Linked DNA regions of Mus musculus: regions 2, 3, 4, 5, 6 and 7 are each linked to region 1. A link is a contact called in public ChIA-PET, HiChIP or PLAC-seq, Micro-C and promoter capture Hi-C data. All regions are on one chromosome and are shown on one strand. The core of a region is the stretch at or near the end of the contact, and the rest is flanking DNA. Distances in the headings are between cores, read along the strand shown. Region 1 holds the start of Dbnl (drebrin-like). Region 2 holds the start of Nf2 (neurofibromin 2). Region 3 holds the start of Ap1b1 (adaptor protein complex AP-1, beta 1 subunit). Region 4 holds the start of Ccm2 (cerebral cavernous malformation 2). Region 5 holds the start of Myo1g (myosin IG). Region 6 holds the start of Purb (purine rich element binding protein B). Region 7 overlaps Emid1 (EMI domain containing 1).

Region 1 (3,107 bases), core at 267-2,766:
TTCTCTCAGCTAGCGAGTGGGGACCTGCCACAAAAATCTTGCTGAGTGACTACTGAAATGGCTGTGACAGTGAGGGTGGAGGCCAGAGGCTCGTTCAACTGGAGTGGCAGCACCGTCTGCATACAGTACTGTAGGAAGCTGGGCAGTAGCATGGCTGCTGGGGCAGATGAACAGTGTATGGGGAAAGAGCAAGATCTGCACCCTCAGAAGGAACAATGGGTGGATGAGGCAGGACAATGTCAGACCAAGGTGGAGCAGATGATTCTAGTAGGAGGCTCAATGTGTGCTCGGGAGACAGACACAGGTGAGATCGTGGCCAACCTGGTCTACACAGTGAGTTCCAGGCCAGCCAGAGCTACACAGTCTCAAAAGCAAGCAAGCAAGCAAAGCAAGCAAGGTCAGTGAAGAGTTATAAGCATGGGTGAAGGGCACTGCTAGCTAGGTTGTGAGGTATTCCCCAAACAGTGATGGTTCTGAGACGACTAGAGGGCCAAAAGATAAAGAGGAGAGACAACACAGTAGAACAGAAGAGATGATTGGCCAGAGTTCTGCAATAGGGGAAGTCTCCAGGGAAGACTCAACACAGGCAAACTCAGTATAGCGCCCCTCAGTGCTGACCACAGGGTAGTGGTGGCCCCACCAGAACTCCAAAGTCCAGTTTGTGTTCCCCAGAATTTGTCCACCTGCCATACTCATCAGATGTCTGAGAAACTGAAGCACTAAAAACTGGCTAACGGAAGCATGTTAAGTAAACGGAAAGTGAAAGAGAATTACTATAGACTGGTATGCATGTAGCAGAAACCTAAGAGGGCTCAGCAGGGCCACTCCAGAAACTTCAGATCTAGTTCACAGTACTGTAATGGCTCCTGGGGTGGTGAAGGAAGGATGGAGCCTTTTCTCAAACAGGTGACAGGATCCCATTTTCAGTCCCAGAATCAGGGACCCAGACCTGTGACATCCTTGACTGAGCCCTGTGTGAGCTCATGACCTCAACCCACTGCTCACGCCGCTTTCAAGGTCTCTTCCTGAACTCAGGGTTTAGAAGACGTGGTTTCCGCCTTCCAGGGAGTTGGGGAACTGCGCGGGACCCCTTTGTCCAGTGAGGTCCCAGAAACGCAGAGCCTGGCGGAAAGCAGAAAGCACAACCAGGCAGAGATCTTCAGGGCAGAGCCGACCGACCACTAGGTGGCAGGGGAGAGGCCCGGGGGTACTCGCCGGGGGGACGGCGGTGGCGAGGGTGGGGTAGCATCTCGCTAGGCTTCAGGAAGGTGGACAGGTGATCCTGCAATACTACGGCTACGCCGCGACCTCCACCTTCCCGCTCTGGCGCCTCTCCGGCCCCGCCTTGCTGCCTACCAGTCGGTCGGGGATTTCTCGGTGACTACGCGCACGTAGGCCTCCTGCAGCGCCGGCCCGTTCCGGCTCAGGTTCACCGCCATGGCACGCCCCACGGTCCCCGCGATGCAGCAGCTTCAGCTTTCTGCCGGCCTCCAGTGACGGCCGGAAGCCCCGCCCCGGAGGCCGGAAGCCTCGCCTCTGACGTGCAGAAGCCGCGCCCAAGAGGCCGGAAGCGGAAGTGGAGAGAAGGCGAGCTAGGCTGAGGGTAAAGTTGAGGCGGGGTGCTGGTGAATGAAGATCCACGAGAGGCGGGCCTGCCCGTAGGTCCTCGTTCGTCCGCATCTGCAGGGCGTGGGCTCGATTTAGAGCTTCACGCTGGTTCGTCTCTCATTAGTTAATGTATTTTGTTTAAGAGCAAGCTGTATGCGCGCAGGCGCCTCGGAAATTTCATCTGATAGTCGGACATGATGGCTACGCCTTCAACCCCAGCCTAGCCCGGTGTACAGCGCAAGTTCCAGGATGGCGAGGGCTAGGCAGAGAAGCCCTGTTTGGAAAAACCAAAGAAGAAAAGGAAAAAAACATGAATCTGCTGTGTTAGGCGTAGAGGTACAAGCCTGTGATCCTAGCGCGCAACTGGCAGAGGCAGAAGCTTGAGTTCTAGCCCGGCCTGGGCATTGCCTAGATCTTCTAAATAAAGTAAAATGAAATATTTGATGTGATAGTGGGGTAATGAAGAGAACCTGCTTTGTGCTTCACTTCTATTTCCAGACAGTTGCCTGAACGTCCCTATGAGAGACCATACTCTGTTGTCGTAAACTAAAACGAACCCTTACTTCTCTAAACTGCTTTTAGCTAGGGCATTTTATCACAGCAACAGAAATGAAACTAGAACAGTGGGGGTCGAAGTTACATTTAAAATGTTGCAAGAATGGGGCTGGAAGTGTTGTTCGTGTATTTAATCTCAGCACTGGGGAGGCAGAGGCAAGCCTGGTCTACATAGTTGAGTTCCAGCCTATCTCAAAGACAAAAAAAGGGGTGGAGGGGCTGGAGAGATGGCTTGGTGGTTAAGAGCACTGACTGCTCTTCCAGGGGATCCAGGATTGATTCCTAGCACCTATGTGGCAGCTCACAACCCTCTGTAACTCCAGCCCTAGCCCTCATCTAGTCTCTGCTGGGACTAGGTATGGCCATGGTGCACTTAAACAATCACACAATATAAAAATAAGATGGGTGTGGTGGCACATGACTTCAATCCCTGAACCTGGGAAGCAAAGGCAGATAGATCTCTGAGTTTGAGTCCAGCCTGGTCTACATAGTGGATTACTGGCTATAAGTGAGTCCCTCTCTCAAAAAAGTATTAAAAAAGAAACTTCTGGCTGGGCAGTGGTGGCGCACGCCTTTAGTCCCAGCATTTGGGAGGCAGAAGCAGTTGGATTTCTGAGTTTAAGGCCAGCCTGGTCTACAGGGTGAGTTCCAGGGACAGCCAGAACTATACAGAGAAACCCTGTTCCGAAAACAAACAAAAACAAGAAGAAACTTCAGCTCCATCTAGCAAGCCCAAATCTTCCAAGAGAGGTTATTATGTGTGTGGTATATGCACATGGGCCAGGGTAGATGCATACTACTGTGCTGTTGGAGGCCAGAGGACAGTGTCAAGTATCCTGCTCTTTCATTATCCACCCTATTCCTTAGAGGCAGGTCTCTTACTGAGCCTGGAGCTAGGCTGGTAGGCAGCAAACCACAGTGATCCTCCTGTCTCCGCCGCTCCA
Region 2 (3,107 bases), core at 159-2,658, 940 kb after region 1:
TCCAACACCCATGCAGTAGCTAAGGACTGAATTACAGTTTCAGGGGCTTTGGAACCCTCTTTTGACATGTGTGCCAGGTATACATGCAATGCACATATGTGCTGTAAAACATTTATATACATAAGATAAAAAAAAAAAAACAAAACTGTGGTGCTTTGACTAAGAACGGTCCCATAAGCTTATATTTGAATGCTTGGTCACCAAGGAGTGGCCCTATTTGAAAGAATTAGAAGGCTTAGGAGGTGTGGTCTTGTGGAAGGAAGTCTATCATTAGGGGTGGTTTTTGAGGTTTCAAAAGCCCATGCCAAATGGTTGTCTTGCTTTCCAAGCCTGCAGATCAGGATATAGCCATCTCTCAGCTACTGCTCCAGTACCATGCATGCCACCATGCTCCCTACCATGCTGATAATGGACTAAACATCTGAAACTGTAAAGAAGAAAAAGTCCCCAATTAAATGTTTTCTTTGATACGAGTTGCTGTGGTCATGGTGTCTCTTCACAGCAGCAGTGCCTGGGGAATGTATCTTTAAAACAAGTAAAAACTCTACAAATCCCCAGAAAGTTGAAATTTTCCTAAGCATATTATACATTTGATGACGTTAAGCTACAAGTACTCCAAGTATGTAGCTTGGAAATTAAAACAAAACAAAACAAAAAAACCAAACAAAGGAACAGAGGGTAAAATGAAAATTCTTGCCGGGCAATAGTGGCGCACACCTTTAATCCTCAGCACTTGGGAGGCAGCAGCAGGCGAATTTCTGAGTTCGAGGCCAGCCTGGTCTACAGAGTGAGTTCCAGGACAGCCAAGGATACAGAGAGAAACCCTGTCTCGAAAAACTCAAAAAAAAAAAAAAAAAAAAAAAAATAAATAAAATTAGCTTTCTATATGTATTAAGCAAGTTTCAATTCCTCAACCACCTAGTAAGGTAAGGACTATCATGAATTCTGTGGTTATTCTAATTCTCTTAAAAAGAAGTTGAAGGATCTGGCAGGCAAGTCGGGGCAACTTAAGCGGCCTCACTTCGTGTTTTTAAAGTTTGAAAAATATTGAGTCAGCATATATAATTAAGTGTCAAAAAGGAATTTCGGCCGGATGTCCCAGATACGACTGAAGCTCTGGTAAGACGCTATAAATGGGATCTCTCACTGACTGCAACAGTACCTCGTGCGGTGCAGTCCCGGCCTCTACAGGTTTCCCGGGAAAGGCGCCGCCCGCTCCTTCTCAACCAGTCTTGCTAGAGTAGGAGTATACTTTAGGAACAAAAGCGCTCGGAGTGACCGCATCTACAGCCACTCAACGCCGAGAACAGACCGGCGGCCCTCGTTCAGTGCAACTTTCAATTGGTGGAGTAGGCCTCCAGGAGGCGGGACGAAGCGGAAGTCCCGCTTCCTTTGGCGTTCCTGCCAATCACAGTATCTTAGAGAAAAAAGTGTTAGGGTGAGTCGCTGAGTAGCGTAGTGGGAGTCCGGAGGGCGGGGCGGGGCGGGGATCCGGCAGGTCGCTGAGGTGGGGGTTGGTAGAGGACGCTTCCCGAGGGCGCGCGGAGCGGAGCTGGTGACAGACACGCACGCGCGTGTGCGCTCCCAACTACTGCGCGGCCCCGCGACCCTCGGGGGTCGCTGAGAGGCCCGGCGTCGGCGCCGCAGCCGTCTAGGATTTCTGTCCAAAGGCGTCCCTGGCGTCCCCAGCCCGAAGCTCCAAGCTCGGGGCTGCGCGTGCTTTTGCCGGCATCTCCCCCCGACCCCCCCGTCGTCAGAGACTGTCCCTTAACTCATCTTTCCGCACCCACAGCCGGGTCCTCGCGGCCCATGCTGGCCGCTGGGGACCCAGGCAGCCTAGGTCTGTCTCGGGCCGGCCAGCCGGCCACCATGGTGGCCCTGAGGCCTGTGCAGCTACTCCAGGGGGGCTAAGAGACCCAGAACGCGGGCCTAGGGGTGAGGGGATCCAAGGCCGGTACCTCGCGCCATGGCCGGAGCCATCGCTTCTCGCATGAGCTTCAGCTCACTCAAGAGGAAGCAGCCCAAGACATTCACGGTGCGGATCGTCACCATGGACGCCGAGATGGAGTTCAACTGCGAGGTAACCGGCCGCCGACCCCGACGGGCTGTGAGTGGAGAGCCGCGGAATCTCTGCCTGTCTGGTGGCAGCGACGCGGGTCCCTACCCATGGGGTGCCCTCGCTGTGGTGACAGTCGAAGTGCAAGCTTAAGGGATTCCGTATATATCATTATCTGGAACCGGAAGAGGCTTTCTAGGGCCAGATCACAAGTTAAAGCTAGTTGTTTGTTTGCTTGTTTGTTAAAGTGGGGTTCTTGGTTTTGGCATTTCCCGAAGGTTATTTTCATTCATTTGTTATTGGGAAACACTGGAATCTTCCGTAGAAACGAACCGGTGTGCAGTGTGTAGAACTCGCGCCTAAAACTCCAGGGAGTTTTTCGCTAGGTATTAACTGTGTACCCTAGGTCTTAAAAGTTACATCTAGTTATATTGGAAGCTCGTACTTTTCCCTGTTCCAAAATTTTCAGTTTCTGGAAAAAACTCTTTGAGGAAAGAGTGTCTTACATTTACTCTTTATAGTTTCTAACATGATGATAATAGCTATCATTTTGTTGAAGAGTGTGTATGTGAGTGAGTGTGTGTGTGTGTGTGTGTGTGTGTGTTTGTGTTTTCAGGGCCTTGTGTATGCTAGGCATGCACCCCATCACTGGGTTGTATCCACAACCCTGAACACTTGCTAAGTGTCAGACATTTACACATTTGACTCTCAAAAAACAAACAAACAAAAAAGCAAAGCAACAACAAAAAAGCCAGTCAGATAGGTCCTGTGCCACTGGAATATACTTGGTTTGCTTCCCTAGCCTATTGCTTTTAAAATCCTTGGAATCGCCAAAGTATTCGTTTTCTTTTTGTGTGTTAATGAGCTGGATGCTGTTGCCATGCTATAGTAGTTTTAGAATTCAGCCTGGTTCCCAGAAAGGATCTTTAAGGTTGGGACTTCTCAGTTCTTCCCTTAAGACTGAAGGATCAGCCAATGATTTAACCGACAATGCCTATATAATTAAGCATCCATAAACTGAAAGGATATGGCTTAGAGAGCTTCCATCTGA
Region 3 (3,107 bases), core at 257-2,756, 800 kb after region 1:
ATTAATGTAACATTTTTACTTACTACTTTTTTCCAAAAGAGCAAGGAAACTTTCACAGGCTCATTTCAGTTCCTTGCACTCAAGAGGAAGTAGGAAGATAGTAAGTCTCTCTTGTGTTGCTGTCAGGGAAACTAAGGTATAAGGAAGGAGCAACAAAATGTCTCTAAAGGAAAAGAGGCTCACACCCCAGGTACCAAGTCGCCTTCCCATCTCCCACGCAGACCAGTCATCCCAGGCACCATGACAGGCCAAAGGCCATCCTGTGGGCCTGTTCCCCTAGAACCTAGGACCAAAAGATCCCCCAAGGGGCCCCGTTGTTCCCCTCTTTACTGCAAAACGAATAAAGTGCAAACGGGATGAAGGGGTTGTCTGGATATCAATTCCAAGAATAGCCCAATAGGCAGGAAGACCTGAGAGCCAAAACACTGACAAAAACAACCTGGCCGAACAGCCTCCTAAGTTGAAAGTGTATCAACAGCTCCTCCTAAACATCGGATCAGACGACAGGTGAGAAGGCTGCATCCTGACACCAACTCACACAATATATTGGCGACAATATATCAAGTCACTTCTAGACCCCAAGCCAGCTCCAGGTGCCTTTCTCCCCGAGCTTTGAAGGTCTCTGGAGACCTACATAGGAAGCCTGATTTTGCCTCTACTACTCGAATGACCTTCCGTGTGTCATTTAACCTCCCGTGCCTCGGTGTCCTCGCGAGTGAGAGGGGGAAAGCAACAGTAGCTACCTTACAGAGGCAGCTGTGAGCTCAGTACACAAAGTGCTTAGCACAGAGGTTCGAAGTCAGGAAGGGCTGGAGAACCAGTGACAAGACATTCTTGTGGTGTTAGAACTAAGACAAGTGCTCCCATTCTGTCAACGTGTCCCTGAGGATCCAAAGGACGAGGGGCGGGTGGCAGAAGGCCATTTCTAGATGTTTGCCCCGTTTTGGGGGGGCGGCGGCTAAGAGATAAGGCCCTGAACGAGGAGGCCTGAGGTTGGCCGAGGAGTGGGAAGGGACAAGCAGGGCGCAGGGGAGGCCTAAGTGCAGGAGTCTCTCCGAACCGGACTGCGGACCTGAAATGACGGACGGCTTGACGCCGGGCCGCCAAGCCGTCGGGAATGAATGAGCACGCAGGCCTTTCACCTTCGCCCTCTCGCGGCTCGCAACCCTCCAGCGCAGCGTCCTCTCCGTGACCTCTGACCTCGCAGACCCCCCCCACTCCTCGGACCCCTTCGGGTTTGTTTGTTTTCCTATCTCGCCGGGCTGCCTTTTTCCTCACCCACAAATCCAAACGGCTCCGGGTGCCGCGGCTCGGCTCGCTTCAGCAGCAAAATGTCCGCAGCCTCCGCCTCCCTCTCCTCCGGTGCGTCGCAGCAGCCGGCGGCTCCAAGCTCCACGGCTGTCACCTGCCGAGCGGAAGTAAGAGGCCCGTGCGCGGAACTTCCGGTGGACGCACACCCCGGGGGCGGGGTCGAGGGTGCAACCTGGCGGGAGGGGCTGGGGACCTGTTGGGCGGGGCCTGTGTGGGAAGGGCGGGGCCTTAGCAGAGCCGGCTTTTATGAGAATTGAGGGCCTGGGCGGGCCAAGCGGCTAAGTTCAGGCTGGGATACCCTTGCTCAGAATCCCTGGCCAGGCTCCCTCTCAAACACCATGGAATCGAAAGGGTCTTGGAAGACTTTAAAGTTCATCTCTTTCTGAGTTACAGATGGGAAGACTGAGGCCAACGTTGTCTTAGGAAAAGGGAAAGTCGGAGCTACAAATCTGATCAGCTGCTGGACTGCGCCTGTCTGCTAGGCTAAAACGAGACTTTTTCTGCTGCCCTTGGAAAATTCATTGTTCTAAAAGGAAAACATAAGCTACGTCCAAGACTTCTTATCCAAGGGATACTTCACAGTGAGACCTCAACTGATACAGCCATTTCATTCCTGACTTTGGTCCTATTAATTTTCTCTTTCTAATAGATAACTTGTGTTCATCCCCTTTAAAACATTATAAAACTTCTATTCTAGCATTTTTATTAAACCAATAATATCTGCATTGCAGAAAAAAAGAAATATATTAGTGGGGGCTGGAGAGATGGCTCAGTGATTAAGAACACTGGCTGGTCTTCCAGAGGACCTGAGTTCAGTTCCCAGCAACCACACTGTGGCTTACAACCATCTGTAATGGGATCCCATGCCTTCTTCTAGTGTGTCTGAAGACAGCGACAGTGTTGTACTCATACACACAAAATAAATAATTCTTTTTAAAAAAAAAAGAAATATATTAGTAAGGAAAAAAGGCAAAACCAAAACACGTAGGCTCCTGAGAAAATCGTTTTTTAACACTTGGTTATCCTCCTAGATGTAATATGTCTGCCTTTTTATTTTATTATTTGTGTGTTATTGATTTGAGACAAGCTCTTGCTGTGTAACCCAAGCCAGCCCCATTGTTGAGCTCACAGTGATGTACTATCATGCCTGGTCTATGTAGTGCTGGGATCTAACTCAGAGCTTTTACATCCTATGCAAGCACTCTAACAACTGAATCGCTGTCACCTTGGCTGACCTGGAAACTGAAAAACCAAGCAGAAGTCTGCCTGCCTCTGTCTCACAGTGTTGGGTTTAAAGGTGTGCACAACCACACCCAGCTGTTTTTACATTCTTTAAAGTTTTGTCATAATATAATTATGACAAATTGATAAAATAGTTATGGCAAATTGATAAAATAGACAAAATAGAATTCCAGATGCTGGGGTGAAGAGATGGTTCAGCAGTTAAAAACACTGGCTGCTCTTCCAGATAACAGGGGTTCATTCCCAGAACCCACATGGCAGCTCACAGCACCCACATGGCAGCTCATGGCATCTGTGACTATAGTCCAAGAGGATCTAAAACCCTCTTCTGACCATGCAAGCACAGGTACATGCACATATGAACATAAAATAAAATAAATAAATCTTGCCAAGTAGTGATGGCATACACCTTTAATCCCAGATGGATTCCAAAGTTTGAGACCAGCCTGGTTTACAGACAGAATTTCAGGACATCCAGGGCAAAGGTTAGGCTTGGTGGTGCATGCCAGTAATTCCAGTACTTGGGAAGCAGAGTCAAGTAGATTTCTGTGTGC
Region 4 (3,107 bases), core at 330-2,829, 760 kb before region 1:
CTTGGGAGGCAGAGGCAAGTGGCTTTCTGAGTTCGAGGCCAGCCTGGTCTACAGAGTGAGTTCCAGGACAGCCAGGGATACACAGAGAAACCCTGTCTTGAAAAACAAAACAAAAAGAGATTGTCTTGCTACTGATCCAAAAGCTCAGGGGGAAGTCTTAATGCCTCTCTCTGCTCCTCAGCCTTCTACCCAAACTGGTATGATATACAAGACAACATAAACCGCCAGGCAATTTGTCCCAAACAAGAACGTGGGCCAGGTGTCTTACAGGGCACTTAGAGTGTGAGACAAATACAATGTCTCCAGGGATGTAGGCTACTGGCATTGCAAAGACCAGCTGGCACGGTTCAGCATCAGCCACACTTGGGCCAAGTCCTTCCTCAACAGCACCCTCTTTTCTAGCTAAGTCCTTTTACAATGCTCAAACCCCTTCTATACTTGTAGGCTGAATTGCTTTGTTGGGCCCATTTCCCAGCTTTAAACCATCTTTGGAGGTAACAAGTTGACAGGACATCTAAATAACAAGTGCAACTTTCTGTCTTCAAACAAAAGAAAGTGGGGGCAGCGCTGCTGGCCTGGATTCCCTGAAGGCCACCTGGCCACTCTATTTCAAGTAAGACTTTCTGAAAAATGGGACACCTCCTAAAACAAGGTGGTGAGTGGTGTGGCCAATTAAAGGCTACAAGGAGGCCGGGTGGTGCTGAGCTAGGACATCAAAGTCTGTTTTAAACTTGTCCACAACGTGCACACATTTATCAAATGAAAATGACAGGCAAACATGAAGATTGCAAAGCATTTATTTGAAAGGGATACATTTTATCAAAGCCCACTTTTCGCTTTAAAGGCAGTTTAAGCGGTTCATTCCCACATGGTCTTCCCAGGCTTCTTAAAATGTTCTTTATCAACTACTCAAGCCTGTAATTAAAGCCACATTTTTAAACTACAGAAACGAAGGAGCCTCTTGAACCATGTCCTAAATCTTACTGCCAAACATAACGTCACTAAAATCACTCAGTGGTATTAAATAGGAGCGACAGTCGACGAGAGAACCCGCCGAAAAGCTAAGTCCATCTTTGCTTTTACTGGACATCCAAAAACAAAGCCAAGTGGGCAGCAAAAGCCTCGCCGGTCACGGCACAGCCCAGTGGCCCAAGTTCCAGCCCAGGCCACCTTCTGGCCCCTCACTGGGCCCACTTCCTTTGTGGCCCCAGGCCGGCGCGCGGGGAAGGCGGGCCCCCTGACAGGCCGTCTGGAGCAGGCCGGGGGCGAGCGGCAAAGGGGACGCCCCCACCGGAAAGGCGCGGCACTTCCTCCGGGAGCCGCAGGCCCACCTGACCGCTGTCCCTGCCCGCTCAGCCGCCCGCCCGCCCGCCCACCCCGAGGGACCCCCACCCCACGCCCCGGCCCGGCGGCAGGACGCGCCGGTGAGCGCTCACCTTCTTGCCCTTCTTGCCCTCCTCCTCCATGTCGCCGCGTGCGGCCCCCGCGGCCCGCCCCGGGAGCCCCACTGCCAGCGGCCGCTACATGCTCGCTCTGGGCCCGCCACCCCCGCGCTCACCGCGCCGCCGGCCCGCCCGCAGTCTCCGCCCCGGCCGCGCCCCACCCGCACTTCCGGACCTAGGGAGCCCGCCCACTCCGGAGACCCCGCCCCCTCACGCCCCGCCCACTGCCTCGGCGCTCCCGCACTTCCGCCTAGAGGCACTCGCTGGGCCCAAGGAGGGCGATACCAAGAAGGGCGATTCCCTGTTTTTCCCAAAGCCCCTGAAGAGACCCAGGGTCACCCCGGGCCCCTCCATGCCTCCTCAGGGCGGGAGGAGCACACCTGCCTACCCCAGTCCTTCCCATCCCCTCTGGAAAGGCGCCCCAGTACCCCCCCCCCCATCCCTAGCTCTCCCGAACCCTTCAGGGCCGCGCGGGAGTGGCTCCAACTTTTCAATTCTGCCGCCATCTTTAGGGTGGCCGACTTCCCAGCCTGCCTCGCGATTAGGGAGGCGGGCCACATGCCCCTGGGAAGGGACAGAGTCAGTCTCCAATCCGGGTTCTGGGCGCGCTGCCACTTGGCATCCCTCTCTTTTTACTCTGAGCCACAAGGAAACCCTTTTCTAGTAACTTTCTATTCTGGCTGGGCGTGGCGGCGCACTCCTGTGTAATCATAGCACCTGGCTGCTAGAGACAGGAAAATGAGTTCAGGATCAACCGTTGGACCAGAGTCTCATAAAAGAATCCAAAAATGTACAATAGCTGCCAACAGCAACCTTCTAGGTAGTGTATGCAACCTGTTGTCTGTATGGGTTGTCCTAAAACATCTTGAAGATAGTATTCTGGCTGGGCAGTGGTGGCGCATGCCTTTAATCCCAGCATTTGGCAGGCGGATTTCTGAGTTTGAGGCCAGCCTGGTCTACAGAGTGAGTTCCAGGACTATACAAAGAAAACCTGTCTCGAAAAAAAAAAAAAAAAAAAAAAAAAAAAAGCATTCTGATGGATATTCACATTCCTGAGTTTATGGTGTTTCTAATCTAGGCTTCAGCCACCCACACACAAATGCAAAGGTGCTTTTGGGAAGCTGGAAGGTATAAGGAAATCAGGGTTCACAATGGCCAGGTCATCATATCCATGCTCTAAGGCTCAAGTTCAACTTCCTTCGCCTCCAGATCTACACCTCTAAGAAGAAATGTTTAATGAAAATAAAATTTAAAACATGATAGCTGAGAGGCAGTTCACAGGGTATGGCTGTGGGTTCCCTGGAAAGTTATGGACCCTATGGTCCACCCAAGCCTCTATGTTCACTAATCTCACACCCAAGCCAAAACTATGTGTAATGTGTGTGTGTAAAATTTTAAAGCTTTATTCTCTCCTACCCTTGGTACATCAGGAAGGTAAAAATTACAAGAGCACGGGCATTCGGGCCCTGCCAGAGTAAAGTTATAGATTTTTTAAAATTATTTTTATTTTATTTTCATTTGTGTTTTGCCTGCATATGCATCTATGTGAAGGTGTCAGAACTCCTGGAGCTGGAGTTACAGATGGTGGTAAGCTGCCATGTGGGTGATGGAAATCGAACCCAGGTCCTTTTGAAGAACAGCCAGCACTCTTAACCACTGAGCCAT
Region 5 (3,107 bases), core at 412-2,911, 730 kb before region 1:
TGGGAGGCAGAGGCAGGCAGATCTCTAAGTTTAAAGTGAGCCAGATCTACAGAGCTACTTCCAGGACAGTCAAGGACACACAGAGAAGCCCTATCTCAAAACAACAACAACAAAACAAAGCAAAAACAAAACAAAATACAGTTGTCAGATATCTGTGAATACAAGCTCTCTCAAAATTGGCCTGCAAATAACACATATTTGGGAACATTTGGGCCTGCCATCAAGGGAGCAGAGAGAGCTGCCCACTGGCAGACCCTGTAATCAGGAGGGAGGACTGCACAGAGAAACCTGAGTGGTCGCCTAGCCATTTTTCAATGTACCACTAATCTACAAGCTCAACCATAAGCCAAGACCTGTGAGAGCTAAGATGAGGCCCCAGAGCTCCAAGAGTTAATGGTTTTATCTCAGAGGCTGGATGAGAGAACGAAGCTGAGCATATGCAAGAGGGTCCTACCAAAGGCTAGCCCACTAGAGGGCTGGAGAGTGTACTCTTCCGCTCCCTTGTCACTGTGGGGAGGAATCGCAGGGTGCCGAGTCCCCACCACTGCCTCATCTGCTGGGTCAGGCAGGAAGTCTTTATGGTTTAAACTCTATTGTGGCCACCCCTGGCTGATGTTGAGCTCTGGGGCAGCGATGTTCAGCTGGGTAACCACGAGAGGCCAAGAAATATCTGTTGGCACGCCTTTAATCCCAGCACTTGGGAGGCAGAGGCAGGCCGATTTCTGAGTTCGAGGCAAGCCTGGAGCCTGGTCTACAAAGTGAGTTCCAGGACAGCCAGGGCTATACAGAGAAACCCTGTCTCGAAAAACCAAAAAAAAAAAAAAAAAAAACCAAAATAATAATAATAAAAGAAATATCTATTGGGCTAGAGAGATGGCTCAGAAGTTAAGAGCACTGACTGCTCCTGCAAAGGTCTGCAGTTTACGGCCACCCAGCCCTCTAGCCCTCTGCAGACACCCAGCATGCATATGGTGCACTTATACATGTAGACAAAGCACTTGTACACAAAATAGATGTTTAAAACGTTTTAAAAGAAGCATCCTGCCAGGCGTGGTGGCACATGCCTTTAATCCCAGCACTTGGGAGGCAGAGGCAAGTAGATTTCTGAGTTCAAGGCTGGCCTGGTCTACAGAGTGAGTTCCAGGACACACAGAGAAACCCTGTCTTGAAAAACCAAAAAAAGAAAGAAAGAAAGAAAGAAAGAAAGAAAGAAAGAAAGAAAGAAAGAAAGAAAGAAGAAGAAGCATCCTTTCTTACTGAGCCTGGTATAATCCTAGCTACTTTGGGGAGGCCAGCTTGGACTACAGAGATAGAAGAAAGAAAGAAAGAAAGAAAGAAAGAAAGAAAGAAAGAAAGAAAGAGAGAGAGAGAGAGAGAGAGAGAGAGAGAGACGGAAAGAGGGAGGGAGCAAAGGAAGGAAGGAAGACAGACAGACAAGGGGAGGGAGAATTCCAGCCTGCCCGTAATCTTTGGAGTGCTTGGGATTACAGACAGGTATGGCCAAACCTAGCTTGGGAAGAGCTTTAAGGAAGCCAGTAAAGACCCCATCAGGACAGACAGTTAGGCATGGACCTTGTGGGCCAGGGAGCAGGAAGCAGTGTCTGAAGCACCAAGGCAGGGGAGTAGCAATGGGCAGGGCCAAACTCCCCGGGCAGAACCCACTTCCTACTTTACTGAAGTACTGCAGTAGTCAGGCAGGGCTGGGCCTCCCCTTTCTGCCTTCCCCTTCACCTCTGTACAGAAAGCTCTGGCGACCTGCCTTGGATGCTTGCAGTGGGCAGGATGGAGGACGAAGAAGGCCCTGAGTATGGGAAACCAGACTTCGTGCTTTTGGATCAACTGACCATGGAGGACTTCATGAAGAACCTAGAGCTCAGGTAGATGTGAGGTGGGGGTGGGGATGCGGTACTGGGCTTCTTTCCTTCCTTTCCTCCCTTATCATCCACACAGACCTGAGAGAAGCCCTGAAGGTACCCTGGTCCCATCGTCAGGAATGGGGACAAGGCTACACATACCTAGACAATACAGGCTGAAATGATAGCATCTCCAGGAGATAATGGCCACTCAGAAAGTAACCAGCTGTCAGGAATGGAGCTGCCCAGCCACCCTCACAACACCCTGGTTGACAAGCCCAGAGTCCTGAGGAAGACAGGCAAAGGCATGGGGACCAGGAATGTACTGCATCTCCTCTCTGTCACCTGCTGATGCTTTCCCCCTGGGTCCCATGTGTGACCCGACTTGAGTTTCCTTAGGAACTCCAAAATGAAGTGCCCTCCACCCCAGAATCGCAATAATCGAAGCAAGCTGATATGATGCTGATATGATGTTCTGGGTTGGGAGTTGTTCATGGGAGGGGTCACAGGCTAGGACTAGGAGAATTGACAGTGCAGCCTGCTTTCTCACTGAAAAAAGCAGGGAGGGGTCCAGGAGCTAGAAGCACAGCATGTTAAATGGCCTTGTGTGCGGCTGGACTTCATACACACCTCCTAGGGAGGATTGTTGTGTGCTAGGAAGCTCCTTAGAGAGCAACTGGGGACCAGGAATCTCACTAGGTGCAGAGATGGAGGTCCTAGGCTGCCACATGGAGAGCTTTATCCAGGAAATGAGTTCAATGCTTTGTTAGACTGCCTCATTCTCTCGAAAAGCAAGCTCACAAGCATGCCCTCCATGCTTTGTATGCTGAGCCGAGGAAGACAGTGGCTGCAGGTCACAAAACTTGTAGTCCCAGGGCGTGACTTGTCAGAGGGGGCAGAGAAAGAGGAACCCTGAAGAGGCCTGCCTGGGGTTGAGCGGGCCCCACACACCGAGAGGACAGTTGGGGCCCCAAGGAGGCTAGTACTCCTCCCAGAGCACAAAACCCAAGAGAGGTACAGCCCTAGGTTCCTGCTTCTAATATGGTTAGTAAACGGAAGGGTGGAGGAGTTTGAGATGTGCTGGAGAGGGACGGTGGCCATGGCTGGGGTTGCAAAGACTAGCAAATCACCACGCTATGATTTGGGTGGGGCAGGGCGAGTCCCCTTCCGGATCTGGTCCCGCCTAGACTCTGAGACAGGAAACAACCAAGCCCCCCACCCCCCCCACCCCCCACTCTCTGGAAGAGTCCCCTT
Region 6 (3,107 bases), core at 292-2,791, 690 kb before region 1:
AGTTCCACTGTTCACAGACCCTAGGCCCCAGCCAAACTGCACAACTCACCATCTGGAGACATATGTTCCTCTGCCCAAAATAACCTACCCTATCTCCACCTGTTAACATCTATCCTCCAAGGATTACCCAATACATAGTACTGGGACAATGGGTTAGTCATTTGAAGGAAATTCCTTAGATTCTTTACTTCATCCCAGACATCATGATATATTTCAGATAAACATAGTCCTATACTTAAAAATCAAACCATAAAACCACTCAAAAATATGTCCTTACTAAAAAATTACAAGAGAAGACTCTAGGCTTAGATGCAAATGAAATTTCAGCGGAAACAAAATAACAAAGCTGGCCCATCAGGCAGAATACAGGCTAGAGGGGCGGTTAACTGCTCATCACACAAGCATTAAGACACAAGCTTGAAAACCTAGCAGCTGCATAAAAGAGCAGGGTGCAGCAGGGGGTGGGGGTGGGGGATCCCTAGGGCTCACTGACAGCCAGTTTAGATCAATTCAGTGAGCTCTAAGTTCAGCCAGAGACCCACTCACAAAAAATACGGTGGAGAGTAACACAAACACTCTATTTCCGGCCTCCACATACACGTACATGTATAGCCACACAGAAACAAATTTAAAACACTTTAGGGCTGGAGAGATGGCTCAGTGGGTAAGAGCACCCGACTGAAGGTCCAGAGTTCAAATCCCAGCAACCACATGGTGGCTCACAACCATCCGTAACAAGATCTGACTCCCTCTTCTGGTGTGTCTGAAGACAGCTTCAGTGTACTTACATATAATAATAAATAAATCTTTAAAAAAAAAAAAACAACACTTTAGAGGAACCTGGTTAACGAATATTAAACTGATGCAAGAACTCAAGTTTAAGCCAATATAGCTTAGTGAGATCCTATCATTAAAAACACCCAATTGTAAAAAAAAAAAAAACCCAAAAGTTATTTGTGTGAACTCCATTCAGGGAGTTTATAAAATAAGATGGTATTCTGGTTTCTTTGTTTTAGAAACACGGGCTTATTTACTGAAGGATTGCTAGATCCAATCGTTAGGAGTCCGACTTAATCAGTGTACTCGTCCCTGAGGATTAATAATCTAGTAGCATTAGTGAGAAGTAGGATCTCACTGGAGAAAACAGGTTACTGGGGTATGCTCTGGAAAGATCCCTAGCCCCTGGCCCTTTCCTGTCTCTCTGCTTTCCCAGGCGCCAGGAGGTGATTGGCTCCACTGTTGAATAATTCATGTGCTTCTCGGCAAAACGTTCTGCCTTCCCACAGCCCCAAAGCAACAGAGTCATCTAGTCACACACTAAACCCTCTGAAACCGGGAGCGTCAGTAAAGCATCAAGAAAGAGGACCCCAAAACCAGCGGACAGAAACATAGGCTCGCCCGGGGTAGCCGCAGAACGCCTTGCCGGCGCGGCCAGCGACGTCACCTCTGCGCCCCGCCGGCGTGGTGTGTGTGGGTCTTCCGGCCGGGAGGCGGCGGCGGGCGGGGCGGAGTGACGTCACGGGAGGCGCGCGCCGGAAGCGGGCCGTGCCGCACGGAAGCCGCGGGGGCGGGGCGCGGAGGCGATGGGGGGCGGCGGCGACCGGCGATGAGCGGCGGGCGCGCGTGAGGAGCCGGCGGGCGAGGCTGGGGGGCCCCGGAGCGCGAGCCGCAGGGCGGAGGGCGGGGGCGCGAGCGCAGCGGGCGGCGGCGGCGAGGCGGCGGCCGAGAAGATGGCGGACGGCGACAGCGGCAGCGAGCGCGGCGGTGGCGGCGGCGGCGGCGGCGGGCCCGGCGGCTTCCAGCCCGCGCCCCGCGGCGGCGGCGGCGGCGGTGGCGGGCCGGGCGGCGAGCAGGAGACGCAGGAGCTGGCCTCGAAGCGGCTGGACATCCAGAACAAGCGCTTCTACCTGGACGTGAAGCAGAACGCCAAGGGCCGCTTCCTCAAGATCGCCGAGGTGGGCGCGGGCGGCTCCAAGAGCCGCCTCACGCTGTCGATGGCGGTGGCCGCCGAGTTCCGCGACTCGCTGGGCGACTTCATCGAGCACTACGCGCAGCTGGGTCCCAGCAGCCCCGAGCAGCTGGCGGCGGGCGCCGAGGAGGGCGGCGGGCCGCGCCGCGCGCTCAAGAGCGAGTTCCTGGTGCGCGAGAACCGCAAGTACTACCTGGACCTCAAGGAGAACCAGCGCGGCCGCTTCCTGCGCATCCGCCAGACGGTGAACCGCGGCGGCGGCGGCTTCGGCGGGGGGCCCGGGCCCGGCGGCCTGCAGAGCGGCCAGACCATCGCGCTGCCCGCGCAGGGCCTCATCGAGTTCCGCGACGCGCTCGCCAAGCTCATCGACGACTACGGGGGCGACGAGGACGAGCTGGCCGGCGGCCCGGGAGGCGGCGCCGGCGGCCCCGGGGGCGGCCTGTACGGAGAGCTCCCGGAGGGCACCTCCATCACCGTGGACTCGAAGCGCTTCTTCTTCGACGTCGGCTGCAACAAGTACGGGGTGTTCCTGCGAGTGAGCGAGGTGAAGCCGTCCTACCGCAATGCCATCACCGTGCCCTTCAAGGCCTGGGGCAAGTTTGGAGGCGCCTTCTGTCGGTATGCAGATGAAATGAAAGAGATCCAGGAGCGACAGAGGGATAAGCTTTACGAGCGACGCGGCGGGGGCAGCGGTGGCGGCGACGAGTCGGAGGGTGAGGAAGTGGATGAGGATTGAAGCAGGCAGCTTCCCGTACCGGCCTCCCCCAACCCCACCACCATCCCCTTGGCTAGAGAGCGCCCTTTCCTTCTCGTCCCCAGTGAGCTAGTGGAGAGGGATCAGGGGAGGCCGCAGACGAAGAAAACAAAAAAAAAAATAAAATAATATAGTTAAGAGAAATAACCATAAGAAAACAGTCACAGACAATTAGAGAAAAGCAGTTAAGTTCCAAGGAACTGCCAGCAACCTGCAAAGAGGAGCAGCATCTCCTCACCTGCGCAAGAGTCTCAGCTTCTGTTGTTTAAAACCGAGGTTCGGAAATTCATCAGGAAAACACTGGAAGGGATAGATAGATCTTCGAGCGTCTGGGACCAAAACCACACCTGGGTTACCCAGACTCATGCATTGGGAATAGCTGAA
Region 7 (3,107 bases), core at 354-2,853, 660 kb after region 1:
CTGAGGACTCTGCCCTGCTCTGGGGCTCCCCGGCTGCCCGGGGCAGCCCTGGAGATGGAAGCCTGCAGGGTAAGGGATACAGCAGGGTACATACCTCCATGTGATTCTGTAGTTAGAAGAAATGCCCCACCCGATCCCTCAGGGGAGGCCTCGGTCTTCCCAGCTCTTGAGTGGACTTGACTGGAGGCACCTAGGAATGCAGCAGTTCTAGTTCAGGGAGGGGACTCTGGGGTCTTCCCTCCCAAGCCCAGCAGGGATGCTATCCCCTGCCTAATCCCTCACTCAGGGCTTGCTAGGAGCTAGTGGGAATGTAGGGAGGTGCACGGCTACCTCAAGAGAGTAGGGGCCAAGGGACCAGGACAGAGAGGGGGTCAAATGTAACCCACAGAGACTAAGGGCATGTTCTTTCCTCTGCAGATAGACTTGATTCTTGGGGGCTTCCTGGGCCCACAGGCCCCAAGGGAGGCACCGACAGCCAGAGCCCAGTGAGGATTAGAGGCCCGCCAGGTGAGTGCACCCTGAGCGCCTCCTTTGTCATTACCTTGTTTGGTTGGTTTGGTTTGGTTGAGACAGGGTCTCACTGTGTAGCCTTGGCTGGCCTGGAGCTTGCTGTGTAGAGCAGGCTGACCTTGAACTCAGATCTGCCTTTCTCAGCTTCCCAAATGGTAGGATTAAAGGTGTGCATCCCCCGTCTGAGCCCCACCCCGGAGCCCCAAGCTGGCTCTCTCCAGCTTCTGTAGGGATCCCTCCTGCCTACAGACTCAGAGGCTGCCTTCCCCAAATTAGCACAGTCGAGGTGGACAGGCCTCTGCCACACGCCTGGCCCTCAGCTCACCAGCCCTCCTGTGTTCCTGTTCATGCCTGGGCTATGAAACATCTCGATCAACATATACTTCTTTCAGCCGACCCTGAGCTAGGCACTGGGTGGAGTGAAGCTAGTCTACTTCCATGATGGCGGATAGCTAGGCAGGCAAGGAACACCAGTGCCTAACCCCTCTAACCAGGGTTTTGTGGAGGAACTGGGAGGTCTGGGAACCTGTAGACAGAAGCCAGAACATCATGGTAGAGATGGTGGTCACGATGCTGTGTTCTTTCCTGTCACAAATGGCCAGGAGGACAGACCTGTGCACTTCAGAGCTTTTGTATCCACTGTCCCAGACATCCTTGTCCCTACCTCTCGTGTGCCCACTAGTCCCTGTTCTTACTGCAGGCCCACAGGGACCCCCAGGACGCCCTGGCCAAACAGGAGCTGCAGGCACCCCTGGAAAGATGGGACCTCCAGGGCCTCCAGGTCCACCTGGACCCCCAGGGCCTCCAGCCCCTGTAGGGCCACCCTATGGCCAGGTCTCTCTGCATGGTAAGTCCCCCTGGAATCCCAGTGGTCTGAGGTGGGGCGAATTAAGCCATCTGTCAGGTGTTAGGTGTGTGCCTAGCTTGTCCAGTTGTCACCCAGCTGTTCGGCAGGTGCTGCTCCTCTCCCTCCACTCACAGAGGAAGGGCCCTGAGGCTGGAGAGGAAGGTCATGTGCCACACATGGGGAGGGGGAGTGGCTTCAGACCCACCTGGCATTAGGCCCCTCCCCAAGCCTCAGAGGGGGCTGCAATCCAGCCCTCGGAGTGCTGGGAAGCTCATGGCTTAACCTCAAGACAGCTCAGAGCTCCCAAGGCCACAGCCCTGACCCTGTTGCTTAGGGTGGCTCCAGTTCCATCTCCCAGCTAAGCAGCAGAGCGGATCCTAGGCCTCTCCCTCAGGAAGCCTGACCCAGCCTACCCACATGCTGCTAGAGTTTCCACCCCATCTGATTCTGACATTTGATGAATAACTGGGCCCTTCTCCTTCATTCATTCTCTCATTACATCATTTATTCCAACATCATCATTTTTTTAAATTTTATTTTATTTTAATTTTGCTCCAAACCTCATTGTCCTTGTTCCTATTATGCGGACGGCAGCAGTGCCAGTCTCTCGGGCCCCACGAAACCCAGTGCAGACAAGCCTGAGACTTGTAGGCAGTTGGTAAAGGCAGCTTTCACTATTATCCCTCTCAGAGGGTGACAGACCAGGGTCAGCCAAGGAGGGAGCCTTTCTGGATGTAGCCAGCTAGACTGTGGCAGAGGTAAAACGCACGCAGCTCTCTCTTCTTCTCTGTACCTGGCACCGCGCGTGCTGGTGGCCCTGTCTGTGTGCCAGGCTGTTCTGTAGGACCTTCAGGTGATGCCCGACTGCTCGCCTCCCCCAGCTTGACACACTCACTGTCTGTCCCTCCCAGGGGATCCACTGCTGTCTAATACCTTCACTGAGATGGGCAGCCACTGGCCCCAAGGACCCACTGGGCCCCCAGGTCCTCCAGGCCCCCCAGGGCCCATGGGTAAGTTGAGTCCAGGTGGGGGATGGTAGGAAGCAACCATGGGGGGCGGGGGAGGAGGGACTGGGCTATTCGGAGACAGTTGATGGGGAACTTCTTAGCCTGTGGTCCTCTCTGTTCCTGAAGACGTTGTGTTTTATTCAGGTCCTCCTGGACTTCCTGGCCCCATGGGTGCCCCTGGGAGTCCTGGACACATGGTAAGTCATTATCCAAGTTCTTCCACCCATGTATAACTCTATTCACTCATCTGCTCAGCCATGCGTTGAGTCAGTACTTTGATATGCAAAGTACTCCCCATAAATCTTCTCAACTCAGTTCACCCAACAAGAGGCCAAGTAAAGGGAAGGCTCTCCAGGCTGCAGCCAGCACACAGGGTGAGGACATCTGACTCCAGACCTCTTTAACAGGCTGACCTGCATGCTGTGTGCTGGGCAGATGGCGATGCCCGGCCCACGCTGAGCCTCCCTCGCCATTTCCCCAGTGGGCCCCCATCCCCTGTCCACCCTGTCCTGCCTACTGCAGCACAAGGCTGAGCCTCTGTCTTGTTGTTCAGGGAATCCCAGGCCCTTCTGGACCCAAAGGAACCTCTGGCCACCCAGGAGAGAAGGGAGAGAGAGTGAGTGAACACGTGGGGGATTCTGGGGAGTCCTGGGATGCTAGATAACAGCTCTCACCAGCTGACTCAATTCTTTTTCCCTTCTCTGATACAGGGACTGCCTGGGGAACCTGGCCCCCAGGGTTTG

The links. Promoter capture Hi-C pulls out the DNA fragments that hold promoters and counts their contacts. Hi-C and Micro-C count contacts between places; a contact is called where the count stands out from the background. ChIA-PET counts read pairs in DNA pulled down with a chosen protein or histone mark. HiChIP or PLAC-seq counts read pairs in DNA pulled down with a chosen protein or histone mark.
Region 2: a contact with region 1 is called in an H3K4me3 HiChIP or PLAC-seq map of bone marrow-derived macrophages, with 2.9 times the contacts expected there. The contact joins the promoter of Nf2 here to the promoter of Dbnl in region 1. A contact is called at or near these places in 1 of 39 promoter capture datasets (liver) and 4 of 115 datasets of contacts at active chromatin or transcription factors (astrocytes, bone marrow-derived dendritic cells, bone marrow-derived macrophages and 1 more).
Region 3: an RNA polymerase II ChIA-PET map of memory CD8 T cells shows a contact between it and region 1, with 22 read pairs. The contact joins the promoter of Ap1b1 here to the promoter of Dbnl in region 1. A contact is called at or near these places in 3 of 39 promoter capture datasets (liver and pre-B cells), 1 of 484 Hi-C or Micro-C datasets (CD4 T cells), 9 of 115 datasets of contacts at active chromatin or transcription factors (astrocytes, bone marrow-derived dendritic cells, double positive thymocytes and 6 more) and 1 of 9 other capture datasets (liver).
Region 4: a contact with region 1 is called in a promoter capture Hi-C map of pre-B cells, with 3 times the contacts expected there. The contact joins the promoter of Ccm2 here to the promoter of Dbnl in region 1. A contact is called at or near these places in 1 of 39 promoter capture datasets (pre-B cells) and 1 of 9 other capture datasets (pancreatic islet).
Region 5: a contact with region 1 is called in a promoter capture Hi-C map of liver, with 3 times the contacts expected there. The contact joins the promoter of Myo1g here to the promoter of Dbnl in region 1. A contact is called at or near these places in 2 of 39 promoter capture datasets (liver and pre-B cells) and 2 of 115 datasets of contacts at active chromatin or transcription factors (bone marrow-derived dendritic cells and microglia).
Region 6: a contact with region 1 is called in a Micro-C map of embryonic stem cells, with 5 times the contacts expected there. The contact joins the promoter of Purb here to the promoter of Dbnl in region 1. A contact is called at or near these places in 4 of 39 promoter capture datasets (cranial neural crest, liver, neutrophils and 1 more), 2 of 484 Hi-C or Micro-C datasets (embryonic stem cells and pre-B cells) and 1 of 115 datasets of contacts at active chromatin or transcription factors (bone marrow-derived dendritic cells).
Region 7: a contact with region 1 is called in an H3K27ac HiChIP or PLAC-seq map of differentiating embryonic stem cells, with 5 times the contacts expected there. The contact joins the enhancer-like site here to the promoter of Dbnl in region 1. A contact is called at or near these places in 5 of 39 promoter capture datasets (the 3T3-L1 cell line, hippocampal neurons, liver and 1 more), 2 of 15 datasets of contacts at CTCF or cohesin (embryonic stem cells and large pre-B cells), 3 of 484 Hi-C or Micro-C datasets (the G1E-ER4 cell line, cerebral cortex and embryonic stem cells), 14 of 115 datasets of contacts at active chromatin or transcription factors (the SCID.adh cell line, T-cell acute lymphoblastic leukemia, acute myeloid leukemia and 8 more) and 1 of 9 other capture datasets (pancreatic islet).

Annotation. Positions count from the first base shown.
Region 1 is chr11:5,786,892-5,789,998 of GRCm38.p6, reverse strand. Dbnl (drebrin-like) reads right to left here and starts at 1,516. Exons shown (of 13, transcript NM_001146309.1): 1 at 1,357-1,516. The coding sequence starts at 1,439.
Region 2 is chr11:4,847,845-4,850,951 of GRCm38.p6, reverse strand. Nf2 (neurofibromin 2) reads left to right here and starts at 1,408. Exons shown (of 17, transcript NM_001252250.1): 1 at 1,408-2,080. The coding sequence starts at 1,967.
Region 3 is chr11:4,985,223-4,988,329 of GRCm38.p6, reverse strand. It overlaps Ap1b1 (adaptor protein complex AP-1, beta 1 subunit), which reads right to left and starts at 1,506. Exons shown (of 21, transcript NM_007454.3): 1 at 1,279-1,506.
Region 4 is chr11:6,545,359-6,548,465 of GRCm38.p6, reverse strand. Ccm2 (cerebral cavernous malformation 2) reads right to left here and starts at 1,579. Exons shown (of 10, transcript NM_146014.3): 1 at 1,437-1,579. The coding sequence starts at 1,466. It also overlaps the pseudogene Gm24000.
Region 5 is chr11:6,519,512-6,522,618 of GRCm38.p6, reverse strand. It overlaps Myo1g (myosin IG), which reads left to right and starts at 1,661. Exons shown (of 22, transcript NM_178440.4): 1 at 1,661-1,877. The coding sequence starts at 1,765.
Region 6 is chr11:6,474,510-6,477,616 of GRCm38.p6, reverse strand. It overlaps Purb (purine rich element binding protein B), which reads left to right and starts at 1,541. Exons shown (of 1, transcript NM_011221.3): 1 at 1,541-3,107. The coding sequence starts at 1,731. The coding sequence ends at 2,705.
Region 7 is chr11:5,128,882-5,131,988 of GRCm38.p6, reverse strand. Emid1 (EMI domain containing 1) reads left to right here. Exons shown (of 15, transcript NM_080595.3): 6 at 1-69; 7 at 418-507; 8 at 1,211-1,357; 9 at 2,269-2,367; 10 at 2,509-2,561; 11 at 2,918-2,980; 12 at 3,075-3,107. Among named protein-coding and RNA genes, the nearest start is that of Gm39572, 5.4 kb to the left of the region's middle. Within about 2 kb of position 1,603, at least 41 of the 459 cell types and tissues checked have an H3K27ac peak or open chromatin away from gene starts, as enhancers often do. A contact at or near this core is called in the SCID.adh cell line, differentiating embryonic stem cells and pancreatic islet, where this site is marked.